Linked DNA regions of Mus musculus: region 1 is linked to region 2. Evidence: chromatin contacts called from public Hi-C data. All regions are on one chromosome and are shown on one strand. The core of a region is the stretch at or near the end of the contact, and the rest is flanking DNA. Distances in the headings are between cores, read along the strand shown.

Region 1 (5,940 bases), core at 1,988-4,487, 440 kb before region 2:
AAGGAATTCAGGCAAGCGCCGTCAGCAGATCAAGGATCTGGGATGAACTACCTGAGGAGACATGAAATGGAGATTTGACAGATGGCTACATCATGATAGTTGAGAGGAAATCCGGAACCGTCACAGAAGACAACTTGGCAGGTATCAGTTCGGGGGTGGGGAGGGTGGGAGGGCAGGGTTACTCCCATGTCTCAGCATGGCCCTCTCCTCCTCTCCCCCAACCCAAATATAGACTTCCAGCAAATAGCAGTGAACAGAAAAGGGAGGGGTGGGAGACAGCACAGCAAGTAGAGTGCCCATCTTGCTAGCATTAGAGTTGGGTTTCCCAAGACCTACGTTTAAAAACAGCCTGGCATGGAAGCATGTGCATATAACTCCAGGAAAGCAAAGACAGCCAGATCCTTGGGTGGATGAGGGCATCACTGGTCAACTAGTCTAGCCTAGCTGTCAAATTCCAGGTCAGCAAGACGTACTGTCAAAAAACTGGACATTTCTTAAGGAACAACAGTAGAACTAATTCATACATTCAGTCTCTATCTCTGCCCCCCCACCACACACACACACATGAGTTGTGAGTAGTTGTGAACTGCCTGATGTGGGTGCTGGGAGCCAAACAGGGGTCCTTTACATGACAGCAGTACACACTCTTAACCACAGAGCCATCTCCCCAAGTCCAAGGTTGGGAGACCCTTAAAGCTATCTAACATTTCTAGTTCCCTCACGGCTGAACACCAAGGATTACCAAGGTCTGATCAAATCCTGTGGCTACTTCCTCAGATGGCATTCTGACTGCTTGCTTTGAGGTTAATTTGCCTCCCAACCCTTGTCTCAATTTGGAGGGAAGGTCCCCTGCACACATCTACCCATCCATCTCCATCATGAGAGAAACTAGATCTTGCCTTCAACCCTGCATGGCCTCACTTGAGATGATTTCCAGCCTTTCTAGACCTTGGAGATAGCCTAGCCCTTAGTTACATATCACTTCACACCCAAATCCACGTTAACAATTTCAAACAAATACTTCAGGTACCAGAAGGTGAGTGAGAAAAATAACACAATCACAGACAGAAACCCGTGTTCACTGCAGGATTCCAGCATTTCAGTTCTTCGGGTGAATTGTCACCTTCCTTCTCTCGGAGTCACTTGATTAATAACCCTCTCTCCTTACCTCAAACCCAAACTTCAGGAAGAACAAATTGCAAGGGTTTGCAAAGAAGGTTTCTTTTTTTTTTTTCTTTCCATTTTTTATTAGGTATTTAGCTCATTTACATTTCCAATGCTATACCAAAAGTCCCCCATACCCACCCACCCCCACTCCCCTACCCACCCACTCCCCCTTTTTGGCCCTGGCATTCCCCTGTTCTGGGGCATATAAAGTTTGCGTGTCCAATGGGCCTCGCAAAGAAGGTTTCTAAGCGAGATTAGAACCATCCATTCTTCTTAGGATGTTTCAGTCGCTTCTCTAACTAAGGTTAGTGGTGAGGCATGTCGCTCCAGGATGTCTGAGTACCCAGTATTTGGGTAACTGAACCTCATACTTACGGCAACCTGCTGCTAAGATCTTGGCCTCCATTCAAGGTTTGGGCTTGGATGATGTGCCTGAAATCCAAGCCTAAAGCATTCAATCAGGAAAGGCTGGGATCCAAAGTTACAGCGTGGGTGAGCCCAGAGGATGCCAGCTCCAGCACCACTTACCTGTCAGGCCTGATTAGGGACTCAGCCTCCAGGCAGACAAGCCTGAGGTTAAAATCTGGCCTGCCATTTTCACGCTATGAGATTTTAGGCAGTTTGTACACAGTGTCTTTGCGATTCATCTTCTTCTGTAAAATAAGACTGTTAGTAATAACCCCAGTGTCATGAACTGTTAAGAGAATTAACATGAACGGTGTTTATTTATAAGCAGTAGTCTTTTCTCACTTATGTGTGTATGGTTTTGCTCAGAAAACAGGAGCTTTTTAAAAAAAATAATTAATTATGTTATTTATTTACATCCCCCACTCCTGGTCCCCCCTCGCAGAGTTCTTGCCTGATCCCTTTGTCCCTTTACCTCTGAGAGGGTGCTCCCCCCCCCCAGTATCCCTGCACCCTGGGGCATCAAGTCTCTACAAGATTAGGTACATCCTTTCCCACTGAGGCCAGACAAGACAGTCCTCTGCTACATATGTGTCAGTGGCTTTGGACCAGCCCATGTGAGCTCTGTGGTTGGTGGCTCAGTCTCTGGAGCTCACCAGGGTCCAGGTTAATTGACACTGTTGGTCTTCCTATGGGGTTGCCACCCCCTTCAGCTCCTTCAGTCCTTCCCCTAACTCTTCCATAAGGGTCCCCAACTTCAGTCCAATGGTTGGCTGTAAGTATCTGCATCTGTCTCAGTCAGCTGTTGGTGGATCCTCTCAGATCCTGCTAGGTTCCTGTGTGTGTGAGCACAACATAACATTGGTAAGAGTGTCAGGGATTGGCCCTCACCCATGGGATGGATCACAAGTTGGGCTGGCCACTGCCCGCCATTCCTTCAGTCTCTGATCCAGTTTTGTCCCTGTATTTCTTTTAAACAGGAGTGATTTTGGATCAAAAGTTTTGGAGAGGAGTTGGTGTTCTCATGCCTCCATCGGGGGTCCAAAAACAGGAACTTTTAATATCAAGTGCATCATTTTAAAATCGCAATAGACAAACTGAATAATCAGATGTACTGAATTGTCGGGGGGGGGGCGGGCAAGAATAAAGCCATAAACCACGATTAGAGATGGAGATGGTGAAGTCCGCATACTGACCCTTCAACAAGGAGAGAACTCTACCCAGATGGTTTGGAAGAAGCTCTGACATTCAGCTCACCCTCGACTGTTCAGTCAATAATGTCCCTCAGCTTTGCCTGGGTCCTGATGAAAACATGCCAACTGGGGCAGCTCTCTAAGAGGTAGGGGTCTAAGGAAGGGTTAACCACCCCAGAGCAGAGGGGGGCAGGCCAACACGTTCCCAGGCAGCTATGTTTATCTTGTGTTTTGAGCACCTGACTCAAGCTGAGTAAGAGGGTTTATTTTCTCACTTGGAAAGTTTTCAAAACACCAAAAGGATTTGGTTAAGAGGGAAATAACTCCACTCCAGCTAAATCTTTTTCACTGGCCAAATGGGGCAGGCAGAAAAAAAAAATCAGAAATCTGCTTTGGGCAGTACACAGAGTCATTCAGGGGACGTGGTCATTTGTTTATCAGCAGCCAGCAGCTTCCTGCAACCAGCCGCAGCTGCTGCTCTGCAAAACGATGTCTTTTCATTTTCGGAGAGAGAAGTGCTAAGCGTCACGTTCAGGCAAAGCAAATGACAAAATATTTGACTGCCTTTCTCTCCTTTTGGCTATTTTTACCCCTTGCAGGCTTCCCTGACAGCATCTCGCTTTTTATTCTGGCTCTTGCTTAGCAGTCGTGGTGTGAGTGCTGTCTTTCAGTGTTCTCAGGAGATGCTGAGACCCCGAAGCAACGTGGACATGGTGGGACCACCTCTGTGCTGGGCTTAAAATGGCCTCCTGTTCTGTGGGAAGGCCAATGGCAATCAGGAAAGGGGAAATGGTCAATTCCTTGAATGCTTGCTCACCGGAAGCCAAGCAGAGCATACCTGCTACTCACTTCCCCAGTAAAGGTCTCTACAAACACACTACCACTCCTCAGTTTGAAGGATAGAGATTTTGTTTTCTTAGCTGAGAATAAAACCTGATATTCCATACTTGATTGATTGATTGATTGATTGATTGATTGATTGAATCAGGGTCTTGCTATGTACCCCAGGCTGGCCTGGAATTCATCTTCCTGCCTTTGGTCTTCTGGGTGCTGACATTACAGGCATGTGTTGCCATGCCTGTCAAGATCCCATGAACAGCCTCATAATGTCCCCTTATATAATCTAGGTCAGCTCTCTGTAACATTCTCACCAGCCTGTCCATTGCTTTCTTCATGAAAAGTTACTGTAATTATCTTGCTACTGTGCCTTAATCTATTCATCATTCATTCATTCATGGGTCAAACAACCGATTCCTGTTATGAGTGTAGGGCTGAGAACAAAATGGAATGAGTCCCAGTTCGTAGCATCAAGGGGGATTACTGCTCACTCCAAGAAACTGGAAGGTAAGCAAGCAGGAGATTTGCAAAGAAATGTCCTAGAGCCAGGAAAACTCCTCTGCCATGGACATAAGAGGATGCCCTCTCTCTTGGCTCCCTCTGTGTGAGCCGCCTTCTCCTCTTCCTTTGCTAATTCCCCTGTAGGGTTGGTATGTCTCCTGCCATCTCCCTCACTGTCCTGCACACCACATTTCTCATGCCCCAAATTCTTATCCCATATCACAGAGGACAGACTCATTTATGCACGCACTGCTTATTCGTCTAGATGTCTTTCTCATGAGCAGCCTTTCACCGAGTACATCAATGCTAATTCTTTAAAGCTAATTCTTTAAAGTCTCTTCTTTTACTTGGAGCGCATTGTGAAGATTATAATCTACAAAGAATACTAAAATGGGGAAAGATTCCCTGGGCCTAGCTTCGTACTCATTTTTATTCGTCTGATTTATGGAGTTGATAGGTGAGGCAATGTTCTCATCTACTCTGTACCGGGGGTGTGCGGACAGCTCCATCCATCAAGCGAGCTGTCAGAGCACGATGCTTCAGAGACACTGGCAAACAAAGGTCCAGCTGGTTAACACTTCCAGGAGATGAGAAAGGAGGCTGTTAACCCCAGTGCCCAGGGAAAAGTATTTCCCTCCCTCGGCAGAGATGTGGAGACAGAAGGGATATAATTTAAGAATGAATTCCAAATATGTCTGTATTTCCGTTTCAATCCCTGCATGAAATATATTGATAAATGATCAGCTGTCAAAGGTGATGCTGTTGAAAACAGGATTTATCTTTATTAGTAAACTCAGATTTGGATGTCCATAAATGCAGAGAAAATAGGGGTTTAAGCCCAAATGGACAGTTATGCTGGTCTGATGAGGTGCCAGATGGCAGCTGGGGGCCCTGAGCCATGAGAGGATAGGGCCTCTTATATATAGTCATTGCAGTATTAATTTGGTGATTGAACCTTCAGAGCATCTTGAAGTTTAAACACATATTAACATCTAAAACACACACCTCAGCTGCCATAGTGTTTTGTTGTTATTCCTTTCAAACACCTTAGATCCTTCTGGGGTTTTGTTTTTGTTTTTGTTTTTTTATCTATCACTCTAGTAATTCAAGGCCAGAGGAAAACCCCACAGGGGTATGAGAGGCTCAGTAGAATAATGTCTGGTAAAGTCAGTGTCAACCGGGCAGCAAGAGTAGATTCAGGATTCCCATGCTTGGATGCCTTAGCACCTAGAACTCTGCCAATGCAAGAGAACACGGGGAGGCATCACCATGGGGCAGCACTGCAGTCTTGGAAGTTCACTGTCTGTGGGTGCTCTCTAATAATGGCCTGTGCTCATCACTTGTCTTCTCTGCCCTCATTTGACTCGGATGAATCATTCTGCATTGGGCGATGGAACTCCGTGCTGTGGTAGAAGACCTGGAGGATGTTCTAAGCTCTTCAGGGCGGTGTGCCTGCTTAACTTGGCAGCTAATGGTATATTGTTCTCAAGAATGCTAGTGGAGGTGACAGAGGGGGTGGGGTGGGTCGGTTCACAAAGGGGCTCACAGTTGACAGTGATGAGAGAGATGCACCTGTATGTTCCTTTCAGGTTATCTGAGGGCTCCTCTTCAAGTGAGTCTGTCCTTGCCTCTTCACCCAAAAGACTCTAAAGATGCTTACTGCCTCACCAAGTACACTGCCCTACATGCCCACCCTCTCCTGTCCTGGAGGTTTCAAGAATCCACACTGCAGATTCAAGTGCATTCCTAATACCCTTCAAAGGATCTACATAGTCCAATTTCATCAGCAGGTTTGTTGCCTCCCAGGAAAGGTTCCAGAGGCACATAACCTCATAGA
Region 2 (6,184 bases), core at 1,268-3,767:
GTGTGTGTGAACATGAGTATCAGGACTATAAAGATAACTTCTATGTATTCTCAGAAGCAGGAAAGGGGAAGTAGGAAGTAATAAGAAGGAAGCTGATAATTTTGTTCCAAAATACAGCTAGAGAGAAGGAACGCTCTAGTGCTGATTGCACAGTGGGTGACTAGAACTAACAATAATTTGGAGGGCATATGAACATAACAGAAATTACAGAATTTGAGCAGGAGACATGCTTTAGAAACATGCTAGATGAAAGAAATACTTCGAATTTCAGACAATGGATATGCTAATTACTGACTGAACCTTTACCCATTGTATATATGTTCCAAAATACTGCACTGTCACCCATAAATATGCAGAGTTATTTTCAGATTAAAATATATTTTCAGCCAGGTGTGATGGCATACAGCTTTAATTTCAGCATTTGGGAGGCAGAGAGAGATGGATCTCCTTGAGTTCCAGGCTGTCTAGGGTTATATAATGAGACCATGTTTCAAAATAAAATAGGTAGGTCGATAATAGATAGATGATAGATTAGATAATATGATAGAGATAGATAGATGATAGATAGATAGATAGATAGATATAGATATAGATATAGATAGATAGTTGATAGATGATAAAATTGACATTCTTAAAAAATCATATTTGAGCATTCTCATCTTCTCCTAGAATGGTCATAAGAGTATGTATAGGCTCTTGAAGAACATGACCGAGCTACTCTAAAGAGAAATATGTAAGACACTGGAGAAAAAAAAAAAAACCAGACCCGTGGTGAGCTAAGCATCCCAGTTGGGACTACTCTGAACTGGGCAACCATTATCTGACAACTGTGTTCAGCTGGGAGTGACTTAGATTAGAGCAGTAGGTACCTGAGAAGGAACAAATGGCAGTTACTTTATGCCACTCATTAGGTGGAGCTTGTTCAATAGCATCATATAGGCAATGGATGCAAAGCAAGATCTGGTTTCTTTGGTGGTCACAGAGGAGAGCGTGGGATGTGACTGTTACTATCAGTACCACTGCGTTGCCACCCCCTCCTTCAGCAGCCTCTCCTTAAAGTGCATCTGGAACAAAATCTAAAGTAACCATTTGCAAAGATATAATCATTGCCTCTGTTGTAGGCACCCGTGGTTTTGGAGACATAGCATACAAGAGACAATGTCATCAACTCAAGGACAAGTGTGACTGAGAACAGTCAGGTGTAGGAGCTTCCTGCAGTTGAGCCTCCTTCCATCCGTGGCCCTGAGCTCGGCAGCATTTCCAAAAACATAGAGGTATGGCACTACTTCACCACTATCTTCCTGAGTGGATCTCAGAAGGAAGTCATCTGGACATACGTTCCTGCTGCTCACAAATGGGATCTGTCACCTTTCTCATTTTGTTATAAGCTGAAGAGATGACTGTGTTCCAGTGCTGGTAAACGGATGGCAGACCTGGAGATGTTTATACAGAGCTGAGAACTGGAAAAGGCCTGGTGAGTTCCTGTCTGGAGCCTCCTCTCCTGCCTCTGCTAGAAAGGAGTTCAAGCCAGTGTAGAGCTTAACACGTCATCAAAGCTCTTCTGTATACGGGTCAAGTCCAGAGTCAGGAGAAAACAGAACCTGGGCCAAATAAACAGAATCCTACAAAAATCTCAAAGTAAAACATCAAATAAAATGTACGCAGAGGGACTGGCTGGTGGGATGATTTGGCAGAGAGGGTACCTGCCTAGAGACCTGAGTTCAATCTCCAGGGTGCACATAAAAATGGAGGGAGAGAAACTATTCCACAGGACTGACCTCTGACTGCTGTATGTATGCCAGGGTGTATGCACTCACATACATAAACCATGTGCGCAAATGCACACCAATATCATTAAAATGTAATGTTTGTAAAGTACCAAAGTGTCTGGAGAGAAGCGCAGAAGTTAAAATCACGTGCTGCCCTTGCAGAGGATTTAGATTTGGTTTCCAGCATCCCCTCCGAATGGCTCATTAGTTTCCTGTAACTCCAGTTCCTGGGGACCCAATGCCCTCTGGCTTTTGTACACATGTGATGTACATAAGCTCACAAAAGCATACATGTACATTCAAATAAATCAATAAATATTTTTTAAGTACTCATGTACAAGCATGAAGACCTGAGTTCAAATCCCCGGCATCTATGTACAAAGCCAAGCAAAACCATGCATTCCCATAACCCCAGCACTGGGCCAGCAGAGTGGGAGGCAGGGCAGAGACAAGAGGCCTCCCAGGCTCACCAGGGCCCTCAGCAAAGACTAGGGAGGTCCCCCAGAGGCTTCTGTGTGCACACATAGCCGATTCAGAACCTGGGACATATTTCAAGCTCTGAATCACTAACACAGCTTTTACTCCCTGCTCTGCGGGAGAAAGACCTGAGGAGCAAAAGAAAAGCCCTGGGACTCAGAGATGTGAGATTCTGGTCAAGAGCATGTGCTGGAAGGAGGAGAAGAGAGCCTAGGTTTCACTTCATCTCCATCTGAGCTCTAAGCTAATGAATTTCAGTACTACAGGGCAGCGGGGAGGAAATTATGAGCTTCTATCCAAACCACAGATCTGAGAACAGCTGTCTGTTCTGAGCTGGCTTCACACGCACGCACACACACACACACACACACACACACACACACACACACACACACACACACGCGCGCGCGCCTCTACAGAGGATTTATGATGCGGTTAAGAAAGCTCTATCTGGGACCAGTCTGAAGAGTATTTGGTGAAGGAAGGTGCCTGGCAGGACAGATGTGCTTTGACCCCTACCTCACTGGCAGGGAGCTCTAGGGCAAACCCACCTCCCTCATCTGCCTGCACTGTCTCCAGCTATTCAGTGGAACCATTCCTTTGCATTTCATTTATGTCGGTGTCCACTAACAACAGCACACTGAATCTGTCTCAGTAGACTGCTGTGGAATACAGCCGCTGAAACTACTCTTAGGTCTTTGTCTCTGACATTTCCTTTCCAATTAGGCTCAAACAAAACCAATTCTGCCCAGCCTCCTGGATACAAACCTCAGGGTGTTCTTTAGCGAAGGCCTAGAAGGAACGCAAGTCCTTCAAACGTCTTACAGTCCTTCTTCCGAAGGCCCATCAACTCCTTTAATCCCTTCTATCTATATTGTTGAGCTCCTACAAAAACCAAACTTGACCTGAAATTTAAAGTACTTAAGTCTTTTAATTAAAAAAGTTTTGACAAGTGCATTTTTTTACAACTAATGTCTGTTTTTGTAACAGATAGCTACTGTGTCAACATCTAAGGGCTGTGCTTTGCACTGGGTTAAACACAGTTCAAATTAGAAAGACTATGCCACTGTGTTTGTCTAGAAAGGGTAGGCATGTGAAGGAGTGAAATGCCCTAAATTAACCTTGAAGCCCCACCTGACCCCCGCAGACCAGATAACTTCCTGGAATGCTGGGAGTTGTGGTTCTTGGGAAATAACAATACCTCATGGGAAAGTAAGATGGCCTATAGGCTTGTCTTTATTAACACCTCCTACCCCCACCCCCAAAACACAACACGTGTCTCAGAGCCACTCAGCAGGGAAATTCCGGGGAGTGGTCCTGATCAAAGTCCATCTCTTGGTCAGTATTTAATATTTAATAAAGCGTCTTTCAAATTTGGTCCCAAATGGGGGAGGTGGTTTTGCTCCAGTGCATAGCTCAGACCTTCCCTCCGAAGGGTCACATTTGTGATAAATTGACAGTATTTTGACCAGAGAAAAGTATGTTAATATCCATATGTTCGTGGAGCTCTTCAAACTTTAGATGTAAAGGGATGGGATTGAGACATCTTCTTCAGGGAAGAGGAGGGGGAGTCTGTGGGTGTAGAGAAAGAAACGAGCACAGGACTTAGGGCAAAGTTCCTCTGGGTTCTGCGGGGTGTTTAATTTTCAGTCTCTTCCCCTCCAGCTTTAAGCCTCCCTGGCTACTGGGATTTCAGTAAGAAGATTAAGGACAGTTAACGTTCCTCTTTGGCAAGTTTTGTCTTTGGGTAGACAAGGGAACTTTAGAGACACTCCCTTCCTGAGCTACTGGAGAAAAAGAGCAAAGTAGGTGGGGGAGGGGACCCCCCCCCCAGGCGGCTCTCTCCGAGTACTAGAGAGTGCTAGTTTCTGAATCCCGACAACGCAGAACAACCTAGTCTCTAAGCCCCAATGGAAAGACTGTACCATGGAGGAGGCATCATGGATCAGAAAGGTCTTTAAAAAGAAAAGAAACCTCATAGACTGTTTGTAATCGGTCAAATGAACATTCTCATCTAACCATGCGCAGCACCTCTTGTTTACAACTGGCACTCTACCCCACCCTGCCTCTCCGTCTAGCCCACAGTTGGAACGCAGTTGCATTGTAAATCTGACAGGCTCACATTTACACCACATTCTCTCCCATCCGGCCATGAGACTCAGGTGACCAGGAAGCATCAGCTGGAACAAGGACAACTCAGGAGTGCAGGGGGTGGGGGTGGGAGAAGCATGCCATGGGCTAATCCTTGACCACAGCAGAAATAAGCCAGCACATAAATGTCTTCTGCTCCCTGCGTACTTCCAAGTGAGCAGCTTTGAGAGAAACTTCAAACAGTGCTGTGGGGTGATGGGCCCAGTCCCCCAGCAGCGGCCACCAGAGCTCTGTGACTGTGATTAAGCTGTTGAAGATCTCTAGGATTCTACCTCCACTTTAAAAAGAAAAAAAGGGGGATACTTCCAAGAGTGGTAGCAAACACATATTTATATTCCAGCACTTGGGACATAGAGCAGATACAGGGTTCTAGGCCTTCCTTGGCTGAATAGTGAATTTGAAACAAGTGTGGGTTGTATGAGAGACCCAGTCTCAAACAACAACAGCACACATACACACACACACACACACACACACACACACACACACACACACACACCACTTACCTTGAAGGCCTACATTAAGCCACCTGCCTGACGTTGACACAGGGCTCCTATTGGGAATATCAGCTGGGACCCTTTCTAACCCTTTTGCCAACAATCAGAGATGAATCCTTCCATCCTTTGATTCCTGTTGGACCCCCGACCAGTTTATCCTTTCTTTACAGTTGCTTTGAATTCTGAAAAATGATGTGATCATTGCAGTGCGCCTTTTGTTAGGTCTCAAATTTGGGCTAACTGAGGTGCCTATTTAACATATCAAAGTGGACCCTGATCACCAGGTTCTCCCAGCATTCCTCAGTCCCTACCTGTTACAAGGTATGGCTGGCAAACCCAGTCCACTGAGTAAGGTGCCCTTCACACCTGCAAACCAAGAATTAAGCTGTCCTTCCCTATATAATCCAGCCATTTTGGTTACCCCGCCTTTTGTCTACCCTTCACTCTCCTGCCTCTGCCCTCTCCCTTTCCCTCACAGAGCTTGGCTCAAGCTCTTGTTCTCTGTGGATTCTCCAGGGGTAGCCTCTGGCTATGCTCTCACTCCCTTTTATATATATACAATAAACTACCTCCTCCTCCATACTTAGGTGTGGTCATGCTCTTCCTTTATTTTATTTTTCATTCACTTTTCTTGTCTAAATGATTTTTGGCTCTATCTTCCCTCAAAGCTCTCCTCTTTTTGCCTCTGCATAAGCATGGTGAGTGGAATTTCCCTACAGTTTTCAGTCTCCTAAGGTCCAGAGGCAGAGTGTACTGGCTAGTTTTGTATCAACTTGACACAGCTGGAGTTATCACAGAGAAAGGAGCTTCAGTTGAGGAAATGGCTCCATGAGATACAACTGTAAGGCATTTTCTCAATTAGTGATCAAGGGGGAAAGGCCCCTTGTGGGTGGGACCATCTTTGGACTGGTAGTCTTGGTTCTATAAGAGAGCAGGCTGAGCAAGCCAGGGGAGGCACACCAGTAAAGAACATCCCTCCATGGCTTCTGCATCAGCTCCTGTTTTCTGACCTGCTTGAGTTCCAGTCCTGACTTCCTTAGGTGATGAACAGCAGTATGGAAGTGTAAGCTAAATAAACCCTTTCCTCCCCAACTTGCTTCTTGGTCGTGATGTTTGTGCAGGAATTGAAACCCTGACTAAGACAAATTGGTACCAGGAGTGGGGTTTTCCTGTGACAACCTGAGCATGTTTGGGGGAGGACTGTGGAAGGACTTTGGAACTTTGGGCTTGAAGACCCATTCGATCCCTGTCAGATGTTGTGTAGGAGCTTGGAAGAGAATGTTGAGAACA

The links. Hi-C and Micro-C count contacts between places; a contact is called where the count stands out from the background.
Region 1: a contact with region 2 is called in a Hi-C map of LSK cells, with 1.8 times the contacts expected there. The contact joins two enhancer-like sites. A contact is called at or near these places in 2 of 484 Hi-C or Micro-C datasets (LSK cells and nephron progenitors), 1 of 115 datasets of contacts at active chromatin or transcription factors (bone marrow-derived macrophages) and 1 of 9 other capture datasets (embryonic stem cells).

Annotation. Positions count from the first base shown.
Region 1 is chr14:48,293,223-48,299,162 of GRCm38.p6, reverse strand. No RefSeq gene overlaps it. Among named protein-coding and RNA genes, the nearest start is that of Gm52144, 90 kb to the right of the region's middle. Within about 2 kb of position 3,237, at least 96 of the 459 cell types and tissues checked have an H3K27ac peak or open chromatin away from gene starts, as enhancers often do. A contact at or near this core is called in LSK cells, where this site is marked.
Region 2 is chr14:47,854,709-47,860,892 of GRCm38.p6, reverse strand. No RefSeq gene overlaps it. Among named protein-coding and RNA genes, the nearest start is that of 4930447J18Rik, 41 kb to the left of the region's middle. Within about 2 kb of position 2,517, at least 24 of the 459 cell types and tissues checked have an H3K27ac peak or open chromatin away from gene starts, as enhancers often do. A contact at or near this core is called in LSK cells, where this site is marked.